Linked DNA regions of Cyclopterus lumpus: region 1 is linked to region 2. A link is a contact called in public Hi-C data. All regions are on one chromosome and are shown on one strand. The core of a region is the stretch at or near the end of the contact, and the rest is flanking DNA. Distances in the headings are between cores, read along the strand shown.

Region 1 (5,335 bases), core at 2,626-5,125, 200 kb after region 2:
TTCTTCCAAATTGGTCCTCACAAGAATAACCCAATAATGTTGCTTTAACCTTCTGATATGTGTCCCTTCAGAAGAACTCTGCTTACAGCTTCACCGGCTGCCTGAAGAACCTTCAGCTTGACGGACAGTGGCTGTCCTCCGTGGCGGAGAACTTTGGCGTCACCCCGTGCTTCGAGGGACTCCCCGAGGCGGGAACATACTTCTCAGAGGAAGGAGGATATGTCGTGCTGGGTATACATTTCCAGTAGTTTGTTAATGGGAGACAAAAGGAATCCTACGCTGTGGTTGAATACAAAGATTGCAGTGTTGATTCTGTGCAATCTTTCTCCCCATATGTCATATTGGGCAACTGTTTGCGAAAATTGAACATCTGTTACATTACACGGATCATTAGATTCCCTTTTAGAGAAAAACTCACAGACCCTTGCTGGTCTCTCACCATCCCTGTGTGCATGGAGAGAGTTTGGTTGGGGGGAGCGGAGGGGGGACATGAGACCCTCGCTGCAACTGTGGTAAATTGTGTCTCTACTGAGAGGGGAGAGCAGAGGGAGGGGAGGGAGTTAGGAAGGCCCCAAGGAACTTGGGAACCGAGCTGCAGCTGTTGAACGAGCAGAGTCATTTCACACGTGGACGCACCGCAGAGAAACGCGTCTGATTAATGTGGCAAAGAGGTGAGGCCCGGAGCGGATGAGGTACCCACAGCTCACTTCATCTCGCTCGCTCTGCTTCTCTCCCTTCAGATGAAACATTCGACCTGGGGCTCAGGTTTGAGCTGGTGATGGAGGTGCGCCCCCGCGTGGCATCAGGGGTGCTGCTGAATGTGCGCACAGCGGAGGGCTACTTCACCATGTACATTCATCAAGGCGCGGTAAGTCACACAGGCACAGAGGGGAGGAAAAAAAACATCCACATTGGGGTCGGATGGTGTTGATCAAACATGCACCTTCTGCTTAAAAGTACGGATGCAGTGTTTCCGTGTGTTTGCAGGTGGTGGTTGTTGTGAACGATGGGTCTCGTGAGTTCTTCACGAAGGTGTCACCGAGACAGGGTCTGTGTGCTGGCAACTGGCACAGGATCACTGGTGAGAAATGATTCATTAAAATCACAGTTGGTGACTTTGATAAATAAATAAAAATAGTATCAAAAACATTGTCATATTTGCTTAGTATGTTTTTATTATAAACGTTTTTTTACATCTACTAAAGAACTGAGAATTTGTACAGTGTGGTTTTTAGTACTTTTCTTAAGTAACTTATCTGAATACTTTAAATACTATTAAAAATGATAAAGACTCAATAGTTAGACAGTGCTTTGGTTTCATTATGACAACTTTTATAAAGCTTGTTTGGATTTATGTTGGCTCAACCGATGCATTCCATCCTTTCTTGACCTTAGTGATCCGGGACGCCAACGTCATCCAGCTGGATGTGGACTCTGAGGTCAACCATGTGGTGGGTCCTCTGGACCCCGGCTCTACAGACACCAGGAAGCCAGTGTTCGTTGGCGGAGCTCCAGGTGAACCCAGGAACACAATTCAGATGTTACTCCAGTCATACTCATCTATATCATCCCATCTCTCTAATCATGCGATGTGCTCTCCCCCCCCCCAACCACCCTCTCAGATCTTTTCCTCCCAGAGAGCATCGCGACCAGGAAGCCCTACGTGGGCTGCATGAGGAACCTGACCGTCAATAACAGCCGAGTGAGCTTCAACAAAGCCGTTCTGGTCAGTGGGGCGGTCAGCGTTGGAAGCTGTCCCGCAGCGTAACCCTTCCTTCCGTCCACGCCATCCCCAATACAGCACTGACCAAATAACGTGACAAGATGCTCTTCCTGTCCAACATAACCGTTAAGAGAAGTATCGTCACTGTAATTCATTTTGTTCATTTATTTGTTTTTTGTTTTGTTTACGTGACAATGTCTCATGTCAAGAATACAACCAAATTGTCCAAAATTTGAAAATAACCAGAAAAGATTTAGAAGACGAAAATGTCAGGCTCACAACCATCCCGAGGAACTGACAGTGTATCCATGATTTAGGCTTCTGACATAATATTAAACATGTTAATGCATTTTATGTTTCGCCATCCCACCTTATACTCACAATGACACTTTCTTTTTTGTACAAGCTCATCTTTCTTTTTGTACAGTGTTATTTCTGATAAATAAAACATATTTTACATCCATGTAATGGTTTTGATTGAAAGCGTGATTGCTAAAACAGAGGACGTTTCATGAAGTTTTCATGTCTTTTTTGTTGGTTCAGAATCTTTTTTATGTAGTTCTGTTTAGCAGTCACTCCTTTTATTTCCCCAGCATCGAAACTCAAATGTGTTTATCATTATATAGCTCAATGCTGTCAGGTGGTGCTTTGCCTTGTTTTACAATTAACTGAGATAGAAAACAAGGCTGCCCATTTCTCAATCTCTCGTCAGCAGAAATACTCTCAATTCTTCCAAAATAAATTCAGATATTGAGCCTTTCCGAGTCTAGAATTATTTTCAAAAGCATCTAGTTTACAACTGAACTTGGAAGGAAACAAAGCTGTGAGTTATTAGTAATACACGACTGCCACCTTGTGGCAGCACGTAATATCCCCATTATATTAATATATTACAAAGCATTCAAAATTAATGTATGGAACAAAACGAATGAAGCAAATCAAGAAGAGACAGATGGTCAATTAGAGATATTGCAAGGTCTATTCATTCCGCTCATTCCTTTCCAAATCTAACAAAGAAAATCAACAACTTAAACTGACATTTGGAAAAGAAAACCTTATTCTATAAAGAAAGCTATCATGGCAAAAGATTATGAAGGTGATGGCCGGCAGGCCATTGACTTTGACTAGAAATGGAACCCTTAAAGATCTAATATTAAAGTTCTGTTTTGGAAATAACGACTGCGTTTTGTATTGCTTCCCAGGGTTATTTATCTTTTTTAAGATTGGCGGTATTGATTTTCTTCTATGTTGTGACTTTTTTGGTTCAAAAATTACCGCAACATCTTAACTTTTGAAGAATTCTGCAGCCGATGAATTGTTATTTCCAGTGCAACCGTAAACAGAATATTGAGGTTATTAGAAGCATACTTCTCGTATGGTTGCCCCCTTGCAATCTCCCCTCACCGATGACTGAAGGACATGATTTCTCAACTAAGATTTCCCCAAACAAAGTGATCCGTAGTCTCTTTGCAAGTGTTTTATTCCTCATGCATTCCTCACATTTTGTCATTCTCCATTAAGTAAATGATGGATCAACCTCTGCAAAGTTACCTTTACCTCCAAAAGCAAAAGAGGTTTATTTCAAAGTATACAAAGATAAATATTCTTCAGGAGAATGCTTTAGCCAAAGTTTCAACATTGATCCCAATAACTGTATATTCTGTGATGTAGAAATAGTAATTACATAAACTTGTATTTCTGTTTAAATATAAATACTTTCTGGTGCATGATTGGCTAGAATCAAAACTATTTTGTTCTCTCCTGTTATACCAGAAATTATTTGGAATCATAGTGGAGGACAGGAACAAATAGGTTCCAATGAATACTAGTGTTTGTGGAAAATAAAGTATGTGGAAAATAAAGCAGCCAAACTATTTATTATAAACACGCTTTAGACATTTGAATTTGATTTATTGCCTTTTATTAGGTTACAATTCTACATTATATTGTGTGCTGTTTTCTAAAGAGGCTGCTACTAATGTTATATCGCTTTCCATATATTGCTGTACAGAAACCTGTGGAGACTCAATTAATATGTCATAATACATATTCATTATTTAAATATGCATGAGCCAAAGAGATGAGTAAGTGATTAATGAATATTAATTGAAAACCGCAGCTTACGCTCTGCGTCGCCAAATACGCCGTTTCCATGGTAACACGTCATCAGCCGTCGACCAAACACAAGTGGAGGCGCGAGACACGTAACGTTTGAAAGTCTTCTAAAAAAAAGTCGTCTTTATGGACAGTTATGGTGAAATGCTGACATGAAGTATGCCTGAGCCCAGCGGTAGAAAGGGCTCTGCGTGTTGCTGCCACCATGACACAGTCCATTGTTGTCCAGGGTGAGTACAAGACGTAACGTTAGTTAGTGGACGTTAGCACCTAGGCTACGAGCTAACAGCTAGCTTAGCTGTCACCTCCTGTGTAGCTACGGTAGCCCCGCTGCTAGCTGAGCGGCCGTAACTCGCATATATAAGCTCTTAGTTTGTTGAGTTGGTTTACCTGCCGCTGAGCGAACGAGTGGTTTGACGCGCAGTAACGTTCCCCAGAGCTGCGCTGACTAAACGTTGTTGTAACCCGTGTTCTCCAGTGGGCCAGTGTGGCAACCAGGTCGGCTGCAGGTTCTGGGATCTTGCTTTGCGAGAACACGCCCATGTCAATAAAGTAAGTAACGCACGCGCACGAATGAGCTCTCATTTAACTAAGTCAAACACAATCTCATGGACGGCACACTGGCATCTTGCATTACATTGGCTTACAATAAAGCACCCTTTGAATTCCAACTATTAGAGAGATCTACATATAAACGCACACACCTACAAATACACAGGCTATGCATACACACTTTCATACATATATCTGTTCGATTATACAGACAAAAAACAAAAAAGTAATTTACAGTGTATTACAACATGGGTCCTTTTTGTAGTTTTTGTGGCCTTTGTTCCTATCAGTAACTGGGACATTCACAAATACCTCCTCCAACTATACACACAGCAAATAAATATTTCTGTAGGATTTATCACACGGCATTGTCCATCTAATGAAGTACCTGTAATCAGATGCACAGGACAAGCAGTGCTGCTGTACTCACTAAAATAATTGTTGAGAACCTGGAACACAACATCATTGCTGTCACGAAGTCAGACAGACAGGAAGGATGGCCATAACTACAGAAAACACAACATATGCATATAATAAAACCTGAACTAACCTTTGAGGGAAGCTCATTGTTGTTATGCCCTGAACTCTTTAAACCGATATGTTGATGGCCGACATTCGACTTGTAAGAACATCCCTAACATCCTCTTCTTTTCCCCCATATTCAGAATGGATTGTATGATGAGGCACTCGGTAGCTTTTTCCGAAACGTGGACTCAAGGTAATCACACCTTCTTTTACTGAGTAACGGCTACATGGGTTGAGACATTAGCCTCCCAGCTGTGGTCAGAATGTAGCCCTGTTATCTTTGGTGTTCTTTTTTCAGTGAAAGTGGTGGGGGAGCCTGTGGGATTGGTGGGCGAATCCAGCGTCTGAAGGCCAGGGTGAGTTTTGGCTCATTACTAGAAAAACAGTGTGAAAGAATTTAGGTTTCAGGTTTGGCACACA
Region 2 (5,326 bases), core at 843-3,342:
CAGAAACAGTAATAAAAAAACTTCAAAGCAAACTTCAGCTAACATCTGATAGCATTCAGCTGACAGCTAAAGATCCTACCAGTGTAGCTGTAGCAGCATTGTGTATTGAATTAAGAATGGATGCATTTCATTGCTTTTGAATCAAACTTTTGTAACAACTGAAAGAGAAAGTAAAGTATACATCTTTCTTAGTCTCGCTTTAAATCTTAAGATAAACCTTCTTGAGAATCACATGTTAAATAGTCTTCCTTTTTTTTAAGGTTTTTAAAAAAGAAAGAAAGTGGATTACTTTATTATCAGTGTGTCTTGCCCCAACAACAACAAAAAACTGACTTTATTTTTCATTGGAAGCAATTTAATGTATGGCTCCCGCTTGATTCAGAGATACCGGCTGTAATGAAAAACCTTTCTTTTCTAAATGGGACTCCACAAACACGAGCCTGGCCCCTGGCTAACTGGTTTTATTCTCCCGCTTTGTCCGACGGATGAAATTGCAATTGCTCTGCTGGTCCCCCTTCAGAAGTCACCACGAGGCAATATGAGTGAAATGTTTTCCAGTCACAGTGGGGTCAAAAGCTCGCTCTACTTGTTTATGAGATGCTCCAGAGGATCTGCTCTATTGGTAATGGTAGGCAGTAGAGTGCACTCGGCCCTTTTGTAATAACGCTACAACTTCTGTATGGATCTGTTGCTCCATAATGTGATTTAGCCAGTCACACCGTGATAAGTGTGCAGATGCGGAAAGGGCTCAGGTATCGATCTGTGAAAAGAAGAAGAAAAAAACCTGAAGAAACTCTCTGTTCTTTAATTACACTGAGACAAACATGTCTGTGCTGCATCTTTTATGAGAGGGTGTAGTGCCCTCTCTTGGATAAAGAGATGAATTCTTTCATCTTTTTTCAAAGGTCAAAAGGGACATTAACATCAACATGAAGATGGGTTAAAGTGCGTCCTTTCATTAAAGTCAAGAAGAACATGAGATTGCTCTTGGGTCGAGGATTGGATCCCATATGAAATAACAGAAGGGGATACAAATAATAATAATATGTTTAGATACCATAATCCTTTTTATACATTAACAGGGAACTACACCCATTTTCAAAATTCATACATGTTATTCCTACATTCTAAGAAAGTCTCAAAATATTAGCTAATAACTCTCTTAATTTCAACTGTGTCCTGTCATCAAGTATAAAGTGTGGAGCTGCTCCATTGACGATTGGGAAAGATGTTCACGATGAGAGCAGCCTGGGGAATTTAGGTCTAAAAAAACTCAAAAAATCAGTCTATATTAATCGTCTATGGAGCAGCTCCACACTTTATGACATCAAAGTTGAGACCTATTGTATATTGAGATTGTAAGTATTAATAATATGGATTGGACATCCAGGCCATTGCAATAACGTATTAGAATTCTTAACTTAGTTGGTGTTCCACTTTAAAAAGCATTCTTATATTCAGTATTTTTTTAGGTATTGATATTGTGATATTGTCTCATTTGGAATCAACTTTCAGCACTTCAAAAATACCACAACATGAAAACTGCACTAATAAATATTTTCATGGTAACTATACATCAAATAACTATTCGTGATATGTGTGAAATGTGTCGCTCATAATGGCCAACCCACATACAGTAGATTGAGACCATAAACTCATGTTTACAATGTTTATTGAAGTAGTAAATCAAGTGGGAAGGAATAATTTTCTAAGAGACTTCTATACAACCAGAGGAGTCGCCCCCTGCTGGCCAGTAGAAAGAACGCAAGTTTAAGGCACTCCTGCATTCGCTTCTCATTCGTGGCCATCCTTAATATATCACGTTCCTGTGTCAAAGCTGTGCACTCACAGCACACCTGTACATTAGTTCAGGTCTCATTCTTTAATTTGCAGAAATGAAGTAAAGTGTAACAAAGTAGTGGTGGGTGAATGAGCATGTTCTCTAATAGCACTGCAGCAGCTTAATCTTGTAAGACTTGAATGAGTGTGTGTTAATAAACATTAGGCTGTCTCTCTTCCCCTGGTGATTTGTGCTTTATATACTCTGCTCTCTGCAGGCTGAAGACGCAGTCCTGAAGATTGATGGAGGGCCATGCTATTCAAACAGCAGGCATTGCTGAGACAGAAGCTCTTCGTTCTGGGCAGCCTCGCAATCGGAAGTGTCCTCTATCTCGTGGCCAGGGTTGGGACCTTGGATAGGTAAGTCATCACAGTCACAACATGATTCACTAATTACTGGAACAGAGTTTAGTGAATCAGGGATTCAATGCAGGCAAACCTCCACTTCATTGAGTTGTTTAAATGTGCTCCGTCACACAAGAAGTTCAGATCCAGACAACGTTATTGATTCAATGAAGAGCAATTCATTTGGAGCTTACTAAGTCCAAACCAGGCGGCAAACTGAAAAGCGAAGCCAATGCAGGAGGGCCTTAAACTTGCATTCTTTCTCATGGCCACCAGGGGGTCAAGTCAGATTGCATAGAAGTCTATGAGAACTTCTCATTTAATTTATTCCCTCAATAAACATTGTAAACATTGTTTATGGTCTCAATTGCCAGTTTCCAATATTCTTCAATACAGCATGATGTTGCTATTTATAGTCGAATAATAGACCATAAAGCAGGGGAAGCTCTAGGGGCGTGGCTACCCTATGAATGACAATGCGCTACCACGCCATTGTTCAGTCTGGGGGTTGTCTATGTTTTTGTGTCAGAACTTTCAGTTCATTAAGTTAATTAACATTTGAATCACCTACACGTGTCTTATCCAGCTGCCAATATAATATAGCTCCACCCTCTTGTGTCACATCTGGTACCAAAGAAACCAGTCTGTCTTGTTTCATGATTTACTAATTTGTAAGATGAAAAATGTGGTTGAAATAATCTTATTGCAAAGCCATTTTTTTCCCTTTTGATAATACAATACTTTCAAGCTTCAATAATAGAGAAACTTTCTCCATAGGAGATGGAGATATAGATATATTTTGCAGAGACCATATCGCATGAAACAGATGGCATGTATTTTCGTGCAATATCTTATTGGCATGGAGAGTCGTAGCTGAACCGAAAAAAGCACCGCCTACAGAATTTCATATTCCACATCACTGACCAAAAGACGTGTGGTTTAACCAGCCGAAGAGTTCATTTGAAAGGAAGTTAACGATCGTTGTAATGAGTAATCTGTGATAGCGTTAAACTCAGAATCTTTTTCTGCTTTGCTTTGGTGTCTCTCAGGCTACAGCCCATTTGCCCCATTGAGAGCCGACTGCCCCCTCCAGATCCCGAGCAAATCCCTCTCCGCACCCTGCAGTTTAAGCGCGGCCTGCTCCATGAACTGCGCAAGGGCAATGCCACCAAAGAGCAAATCCGCCTGCACAACCTGGTCCAGCAGCTTCCGCAGGCCATCATCATCGGGGTGCGCAAAGGGGGCACCCGCGCCCTGCTGGAGATGCTCAACCTGCATCCGGCGGTGGTCAAGGCCTCGCAGGAGATCCACTTCTTCGACAATGACCAAAACTACGCCCGGGGCATCGACTGGTACCGGGAGAAAATGCCCTTCTCCTTCCCCCACCAGATTACCATCGAGAAGAGCCCCGCCTACTTCATCACGGAGGAGGTCCCCGAACGCATCTTCAAGATGAACTCCTCCATCAAGCTTCTGATCATCGTCCGCGAGCCCACCACCAGAGCGGTGTCCGACTACACGCAGGTGCTGGAGGGCAAGGAGCGCAAAAACAAGACCTACCACAAGTTCGAGAAGCTGGCCGTGGACTCCGGCACCTGCGAGGTGAACACAAAGTACAAAGCGGTGCGGACGAGCATCTACACCAAACACTTGGAGCGCTGGCTGAAGTATTTCCCCGTGGAGCAGTTCCACATCGTGGACGGGGACCGCCTCATCACGGACCCGCTGCCCGAGCTGCAGCTCGTCGAGCGCTTCCTCAACCTGCCCTCGAGAATCAGCCAGTACAACCTGTACTTCAACGCCACCAGGGGATTTTACTGCCTGCGATTTAACATTGTCTTCAACAAGTGCCTGGCGGGCAGCAAGGGCCGCATCCATCCGGAGGTGGACCCGTCGGTGGTGACTAAACTGCAGAAGTTCTTCCACCCCTTCAATCAGAAGTTCTACCAGATCACTGGTAGGACATTCAACTGGCCATGACGAGCTTTGGACTCCTCCGCTGAGATTCCTTGGGTGTGTTTTTGTTGTTGTTTTTTTTAGAAATGCCAACCTCTGAGATCTCTAATTAAAAATTAATCAATAGCACTTTGAGTTTAATACAGGAATGACAGTGTGACCAAATATAAAAGGGACTTGATGTGAGTTTGTTTGTACGTGTGTGTGAAAATAAAACTAAATAGTTTGATGGTTTGACTAAAAGATTCAGTTTGCTTGGGGGGGGGGGAAACAGCAGTGGTGAACTGTGTAATTTAAAAGGAAGAGATTATTTTTGTGTTGCTCTTTGAAAGACTATCAAACGCTGACATACACGCTGTTAAGATAAGCTTTTATTGTGATGCTTTTTCTCCCGATAGAACGCCTCAAAAGATGACTAAATTACATAATTGTTCATTTCTTCCCCCTCGTGTTGTTCATTTGACCAAATCTGCATGTGCAATCAAGATGCCATTTTTTTTTTAACATCGTAGACTCTTATATTGTTTTTTTCCCATGTTTCCTTTTTAATTCATTGTGTGATGAATCCATCAGAAGGTGACCTCTTTCGGTGACCTGGTCTGGAGATCGGAACAGGCTCATTAGAATAGGATCTAGTGTTTCAAGCTTGACTCAAACCCGGAAAGCATTTAAGACTAAAGCTTGTGTTTTTTTAACGTAAGTATGTCATTTTCTTCCCGCTTACAGCTCTTTCATTGGTTTGCGAAAACACCTGGCACAAAGGCCATTGTGGGGAGAAAAAAAAAATGGTTGTCCTCTGATAATTGTCGCCAAACCAACTGTTTTATTCTATGCTGATTAGCAAGATGTGTCTGTTTGTGTGCAAATACTCATTCTGTATCATAAGTGTGTTGTTAAATTAAAAGGACGTGTAAACATTTGTCAGCTGATTTATTGTTCACTATTTGGATCAACATTTTGCGAAATAGCTGAGAAAGTTGACTTTTTTTGTGCTTGTGAGCTTAGATGTGGGTATCTGGAGTGCCTTCCAACCCTCAAACTGGAATAAGACCACCCAGTAAGTTTGGTTTGTGGGCTGCCAAGATCCGATTGGCTCCCGTCCTTTGGCACATGCTTAAAGAGACAGGCGCTGAATCGTAATGTTTCATACAGGTTCATTCAGAAAGACAGCGTGAGAACAACAATG

The links. A called contact is a pair of places that touch in the nucleus more often than the background predicts.
Region 1: a Hi-C map of muscle shows a contact between it and region 2, with 3 times the contacts expected there. The contact joins the promoter of tube1 here to the promoter of LOC117727500 in region 2. A contact is called at or near these places in 2 of 2 Hi-C or Micro-C datasets (both in muscle).

What each region holds. Positions count from the first base shown.
Region 1 is chr24:17,373,592-17,378,926 of fCycLum1.pri, forward strand. tube1 (tubulin epsilon chain) reads left to right here and starts at 3,876. Exons shown (of 13, transcript XM_034528084.1): 1 at 3,876-4,068; 2 at 4,317-4,390; 3 at 5,056-5,108; 4 at 5,214-5,271. The coding sequence starts at 4,044. It overlaps lama4 (laminin subunit alpha-4), which reads left to right. Exons shown (of 40, transcript XM_034527585.1): 36 at 72-231; 37 at 741-868; 38 at 988-1,081; 39 at 1,396-1,515; 40 at 1,623-2,185. The coding sequence ends at 1,768.
Region 2 is chr24:17,179,134-17,184,459 of fCycLum1.pri, forward strand. LOC117727500 (heparan sulfate glucosamine 3-O-sulfotransferase 5) reads left to right here and starts at 2,093. Exons shown (of 2, transcript XM_034527855.1): 1 at 2,093-2,199; 2 at 3,234-4,164. The coding sequence starts at 2,093. The coding sequence ends at 4,164.